2 separate regions of the Arachis hypogaea genome follow, and region 1 is linked to region 2. Evidence: chromatin contacts called from public Hi-C data. All regions are on one chromosome and are shown on one strand. Each heading gives the region's core, a stretch centred on a gene start, on an enhancer-like site or on the middle of the called end of the contact. The rest is flanking DNA. Distances are from core to core; before and after follow the strand shown. Region 1 holds the start of LOC112797063 (pyruvate decarboxylase 2). Region 2 overlaps LOC112797062 (dnaJ protein ERDJ3A).

Region 1 (2,966 bases), core at 419-2,918, 88 kb after region 2:
TAATTTATTGGCGGCAAATCCTTAAATGAAGTTCAGTACCGCGACGAATTAGTTTTTAACCTGTCGGATTGGGGATACTGTGAGAAACCAAAAAATACATAAAAATTCACATCAAATTAATTAATATATAGAGTTTTATTCCTATTTTTAAATTTTTTTAAGATGTGTTTGTTTTTGAAATTAAGATTGAGATTGAAAGAATAGAATTAAATATTGTGTTTAGGAATTAAAAACTAATACTAAAATTTTAGTTTTAAAATATAATTTAATTTTTTCCGTACTAAAAAAATGAAAACACATAAAACTAAGACTTTTTAGAATAAAGGTTAAAATTTTATATTTTTTTTTGTAAAAATATTGAAACATAAATATAGAGATTTAATTTATTTTTTAAATATTTTAAATTTTAAATTTATTTCTTTAATTTTAATATTTATTGTAAATTAAATATAATATTAAAATATAATTTAATTTTATATATTTTATGTTAAATATAATATAAACATTTAATTCAATTTTTATTTTTATTTTAATTTTAATTTCTCAGTCTTTATTTTTTAATTTCGATCTCCTTTCTAAATGAGGTGTTTAGTAAATATGAGCTTAAAAGGAGATTTTTATCTCCATCCCCATCTCTACTTTGACGGCTAAATTTTGGTCCCAATGTCGTTCCGTCTTTAGATATTTCTACACATACCTCCTGTTATTCCAAGTAATAGTACATTGTCGGATACCATGTATGTTTCAAATAATATAATAAAGATTTTATAAAGAGAATAACTAAAAAAAGGAATAAGTCCAATTCTCCACACTAATTATTTCAAAATAATTTTTCTAAATTTGTATGGGACGAAGAAAGAAAGAAAGTGAGAGAGATCAAAATAACAAAAATTTATATATAATTATATTTATATAAAATTAATAATTAAAATTATTAAATTAATAATTTTTAATTATTAATTTTATATAAATATAATTATATATAAATCTATATTGATAAAAATTTATAATAAAAATAATTATGATAAATATATATTAAAATTAATCACTCAAGAATAATATTACACATTTAAATTCTTTTGTTAACTAAATCTAATCAAATTAGTTTAACATAATAAAAATTAGTTATACTTAACATTATTCAAAATTTTATTATTTAATTTGGTTAGACTTGATTCATAAAAAAATTTTGATGTGTAATATTATTCTATAAAAAATATTTATATTTATATAAGGTTTAATTATTTTGTTAGTCCATATAGTTTCATAAAATTTTCAATTAGATTCATATACTTTTTTTTAATTGGGTTCTTGCATCAATTTTTTTTCAATTAAGTTCCTTTTGATCGTAATTAACTTAATTGTATAAGAACTTAACTAAAAAAAATTAATGCAGAGATCCAAATAAAAAAAAGTGTAAATTAAAAAAATTTAGTACAAAAATTCAATTAAAAAAAATAAAAACCTAATAATTTTTTTTTAAAACTATAAGGACCAACAAAATAATTAAACATTTATATAATTAATATTTTTGTGTAAAAAAATTAATATTATACATCTAAATCATTTTATGAATCAAATTTAATCAAATTAAATAATAAAATTTAAAATAATATTTAATTATAACTCATTTTTATTATATTAAATTAACTTATTTAGATTACTATCATTATTGAAAAAAAAAAAAAATCAAAACTCATGAAAGTTGTAGACGAGAGTAGACCACCGCCAAGACCAATGTACCAAACAGGGGCAGCACATAACTAAAAACCAAAAACCAGCACCCTGTATCTCCTCTTTCTGTTTTATTACCACCACCACTCTCCCACTCTTCTTCACTCACCATCACAAACCCACCACCCTTCTTAGTTCTACATATAAAACCCCCCTCCTTAAACCACACTCTCACCAAGAATTCAAACCACAAAAAAAAGAAAGAAATACTTCAGAGTTCAAAACAACCAATCATTCTCTCATTTTCATTCTCCTTCAAACTCTCACTCCACCTCCCCAAACCGCCACCGTCTTCCACCGCCGCCATGGACACAAAGATTGGATCCGTCGACTCACACAAGCCCCCAAGCAACGACATCATCTCTTGCGCCAACAACAACTCCACCTCCGTCCCCTCCACCGCCATCTGCTCATCGGAGGCCACACTCGGCCGCCACCTAGCCCGCCGCCTCGTCCAGATCGGCGTCACTGACGTCTTCTCCGTCCCCGGTGACTTCAACCTCACTCTCCTCGACCACCTCATAGCGGAGCCAGGCCTCAACCTTATTGGTTGCTGCAACGAGCTCAACGCAGGGTACGCGGCTGATGGCTACGCGCGGTCGCGTGGAGTTGGCGCGTGCGTTGTGACGTTCACTGTTGGAGGTCTTAGTGTGCTGAACGCCATAGCTGGAGCTTACAGTGAGAACTTACCATTGATATGCATAGTTGGTGGTCCCAACTCTAATGACTATGGAACTAACAGGATTCTTCATCATACAATTGGTTTACCCGATTTTTCACAAGAGTTGAGGTGCTTTCAAACTGTCACTTGCTTCCAGGTACCATTTCTATACTCGGTTTTTTGAAGCTCGAAGTTGATCGGTTCAGTTGGAATGTATTGCAAGGTTTAGTTTTTTGGTGTTTTTTCTATGTAACTTTTATTTTTTTAAAGATTCCCTTAGTTATTTTATTATTATTTAAATATTTTTTGTTATGGGGATGATTCATGAAGTTTGAAATCTGGGGTGTTTTGCTGTTGTGATTATTCATCGGAGTTGGACATGGGTTTGTTGCTGGTTTTTTATTTTTTATGGAGGTTTTTTGGGTGATTAGACGATGTGAGGTTGAGACTAAACAGTTTTGACTAAACTTTTAATTCATATCTTGCTTTATCATATTCACGTATTCACAAAGACATGTTGATGCTGATGATGGGAGGAGCCATCCTTTTTTTTTTTTAAATTTAATTTAAA
Region 2 (2,933 bases), core at 280-2,779:
TTAAACATTTATTTTGTGCTTATATCATTTGTAGGTTCAAGATGTTTCTGATCCAAGAGTGAAAAAGTTAGGAGTTGATGGACTTCCAGCTATTGTGGGTTGGCTACCTAATGGAGAGAAGCGCATTTTGAAATCAGGGATTTCTGTAAAAGATTTGAAATCTGCAGTTCTTGATCTTAGTAGCCTACTTGATAGTTTTGAAAAATTATGTAAAAAGGAAGCATCTGGGCATGCTACGAAGACACAAACTGATTCTGAAGAGGGACACATACAGTTGCTTTCTAAGTCTAACTTTGAGGAGCTATGTGGTGATAAAGCTCCGGTATGCATCATTGGTGCCTTCAGGTCTTCTAAAGCCAGAGGAAAGCTAGAGTTAATTCTCTCTCAGGTAAGTGTAATTTCCATTTTGGTCCATGCTTGTTTTGCTCTTTGGAGAGGTCAAACCTAAGTTTAATGGTACCAAAATGAATTTGCACCATTCCTAATGATTAATTCTTCAATTTACTAATGTGTCTTAATTTTGTTATTTTGGATGTAAAAAATGCTATATGCGCATCAAAAATCAGCCACCATGTATGTGTTAAATACACGTGTTGATTTAACTTATTTTCAATGTGTATTTTGTATTTCTACATGTATTTTATATTGGTGGCTGATTTTTTATGTACACATAGCATTGTTGTTTGGAAATAGAGGTAGCAGTATAACTTTATTTTATGCAAAGCTCTCACAGGGAGATAACTTTTTTCGTTTTAGGTCTCCCAGAAATCACTTTCAAGGCGACCAAATCAAGGAGCAAGCTCTAGGGATTCAATCTCCTATGCGCTCTTAGATGCTGCAAAGCAAGAATCATTTCTAAAAGCATTCAACAAGACAGATTACAAGTCATCAGATAAATTGTTGATCGCCTACAAGCCTAGGAGAGGTAAATACACTGTATTTAAGGGTGATATGACAATGGAGCAGGTTGAGAATTTCATCAGCTCAGTCCTCAGTGGAGATATACCCTTCAGGGAAACACAAAATAAACCTCTACTCAAGTAGAAGATTAAACAATAATGATGGGTTTTGCAGCACTTTTGGTTATGCCAACCCATGTACATAACTCACAGAATAGGGTCTTTTGTATTTTATACCAGCAAAGAATATGTGGAGATTTTAAAAGAAAAAATGCTAATTGAATATTGATGCGTCATGCATGGGATAATGGGATGCTGCATCTTGCTCTCACCGTCACTGGCAATTTTGCTTTGAGAACAGACTACAATGAATTTTGTTCTTTAGACATGTGATGTGCTTGGGGGAATGATGAGCATGTAGAGTTGTAGTCATGGGTGTCGCATTATCTAAAAATGTCCTTGAGGCAACTGTAAAGAATACTCAAAAATAGATCATAATGAGAGATATATTCAGAATCGATTCTATCAGAGTATTCTATAAGCTGCTGAAGTAAAAGTATGCATTAGTATACTGTTTGATATAACAATTTGTTGTCGTTGATTTTTCTTTTTTTATTTTTTTTTTTGTTTGTGCGTGGCGTTGTTGATATATTTTGGGGCTTTGATGTTCATTTTTTGTGGTGGGTATAGGGAGGGCTTTGTGATAAAAAGGTTTATTAGTTCTGTGGGAATTTTCATCTTGCAAGATTTTAATTTAACTTTAACCTCCAAGACCAAAATTTTTTTTTTAAACTTTAACCTCGAATGAAATAATAATGACTGCATGCTGTGGATTGTAATGGTAGTCCGTAGATATCTCCAGAAAAATGAAACAATGTATTTATTATTAGATTATCTGAGGAATTGATACATACATAATAAACCGTCTTTCAAGATTTTTCATTTTAATGATAAAATTGCTAGTCAATTGTCAAAGATATTCATTTCAAATTACTTTAATCCCTTTTCTTCATTGAACTAGAACAGAATAAATTCATGAGTGATTAAATTCCTTTAGTCAAATTAAATTCATGAGTGATCAAATTTCATTTGACAACTTGAATTAGATTGAGGCCAAATAAATATAATACTTTCAGAATATTAATTTTAGGGAGAACTTTAAACTTTTAAAGTAACAATTACGGGAAGACGTCCGAAAACAGTAGAACACAATTTAGAATAAAAAATAAATCTCCACTCTTGTACGTATTGCAAGTTTGCAACTTGCATGCATTAACATGATCCTGACACGAGGCGAAGGTTTCAATATTTCCAGAGTATAAAAAACAACGTGGTGAGTGGTGACCCCTTTTAACGTAATTAAAAAAGGGTCACTCTTTATTGGATTCTATTACCACAGGCTTTCTGGTTTGTTGCCTCAATAAATCAGTGGATCTGGTTTCTTAATAGCAAAAGAACAAGAGTAAGTAAGAAATAAATAAGAAAAAATATAAGGAAATAATGTTTTTTTTAACAATATAAATAATGGATTAAAAAGTTTAGTCTTAATTTTAAAATTTAAAATTTAAATTAATTAAGTTTATTTATATTTAGTGAACTTGAGATGTAGTTCATTGTTTATATTATTCATAATTTTATTGTCCATCAAGCAGAATTGATAAATAAATAAACCATGAATTCCGTGAAATCGTTTAGATTAAGGTGGGGTTGTTTAATTTGTAAATAGAGAATCTCAACTAAGTTTATAAAAATTGAAGCATAACATGAAATTTAGCAAGTTGAGCAACTTGTATCTTTAAAAGGTATATGGCATAGTTTGGTCCATAAGCTATTTTAAAATTCTATTATCAAATACTAGGAATGAACAAAAATATATTGAAGTACGTATGTAGTAAATTGTTTAGAGTCGTAGAAATATAGAATTACAACTACTTTTCGCCAATACAAATGTGAAAGCTTAAAGAGTTGAACCGTTTAGATTTACAATAAGAGAAAATATAATGTGTATAATAGGGATAAAAATAAAATGTTTAA

The links. A called contact is a pair of places that touch in the nucleus more often than the background predicts.
Region 1: a contact with region 2 is called in a Hi-C map of leaf, with 2.3 times the contacts expected there. The contact joins the promoter of LOC112797063 here to the enhancer-like site in region 2. A contact is called at or near these places in 3 of 8 Hi-C or Micro-C datasets (all in leaf).

The regions. Positions count from the first base shown.
Region 1 is chr4:101,394,082-101,397,047 of arahy.Tifrunner.gnm2.J5K5, forward strand. It overlaps LOC112797063 (pyruvate decarboxylase 2), which reads left to right and starts at 1,669. Exons shown (of 6, transcript XM_025839823.2): 1 at 1,669-2,552. The coding sequence starts at 2,040.
Region 2 is chr4:101,305,837-101,308,769 of arahy.Tifrunner.gnm2.J5K5, forward strand. It overlaps LOC112797062 (dnaJ protein ERDJ3A), which reads left to right. Exons shown (of 7, transcript XM_025839822.3): 6 at 35-388; 7 at 757-1,486. The coding sequence ends at 1,044. Among protein-coding and RNA genes, the nearest start is that of LOC112797062, 4.3 kb to the left of the region's middle. Within about 2 kb of position 1,530, at least 2 of the 3 cell types and tissues checked have open chromatin away from gene starts, as enhancers often do.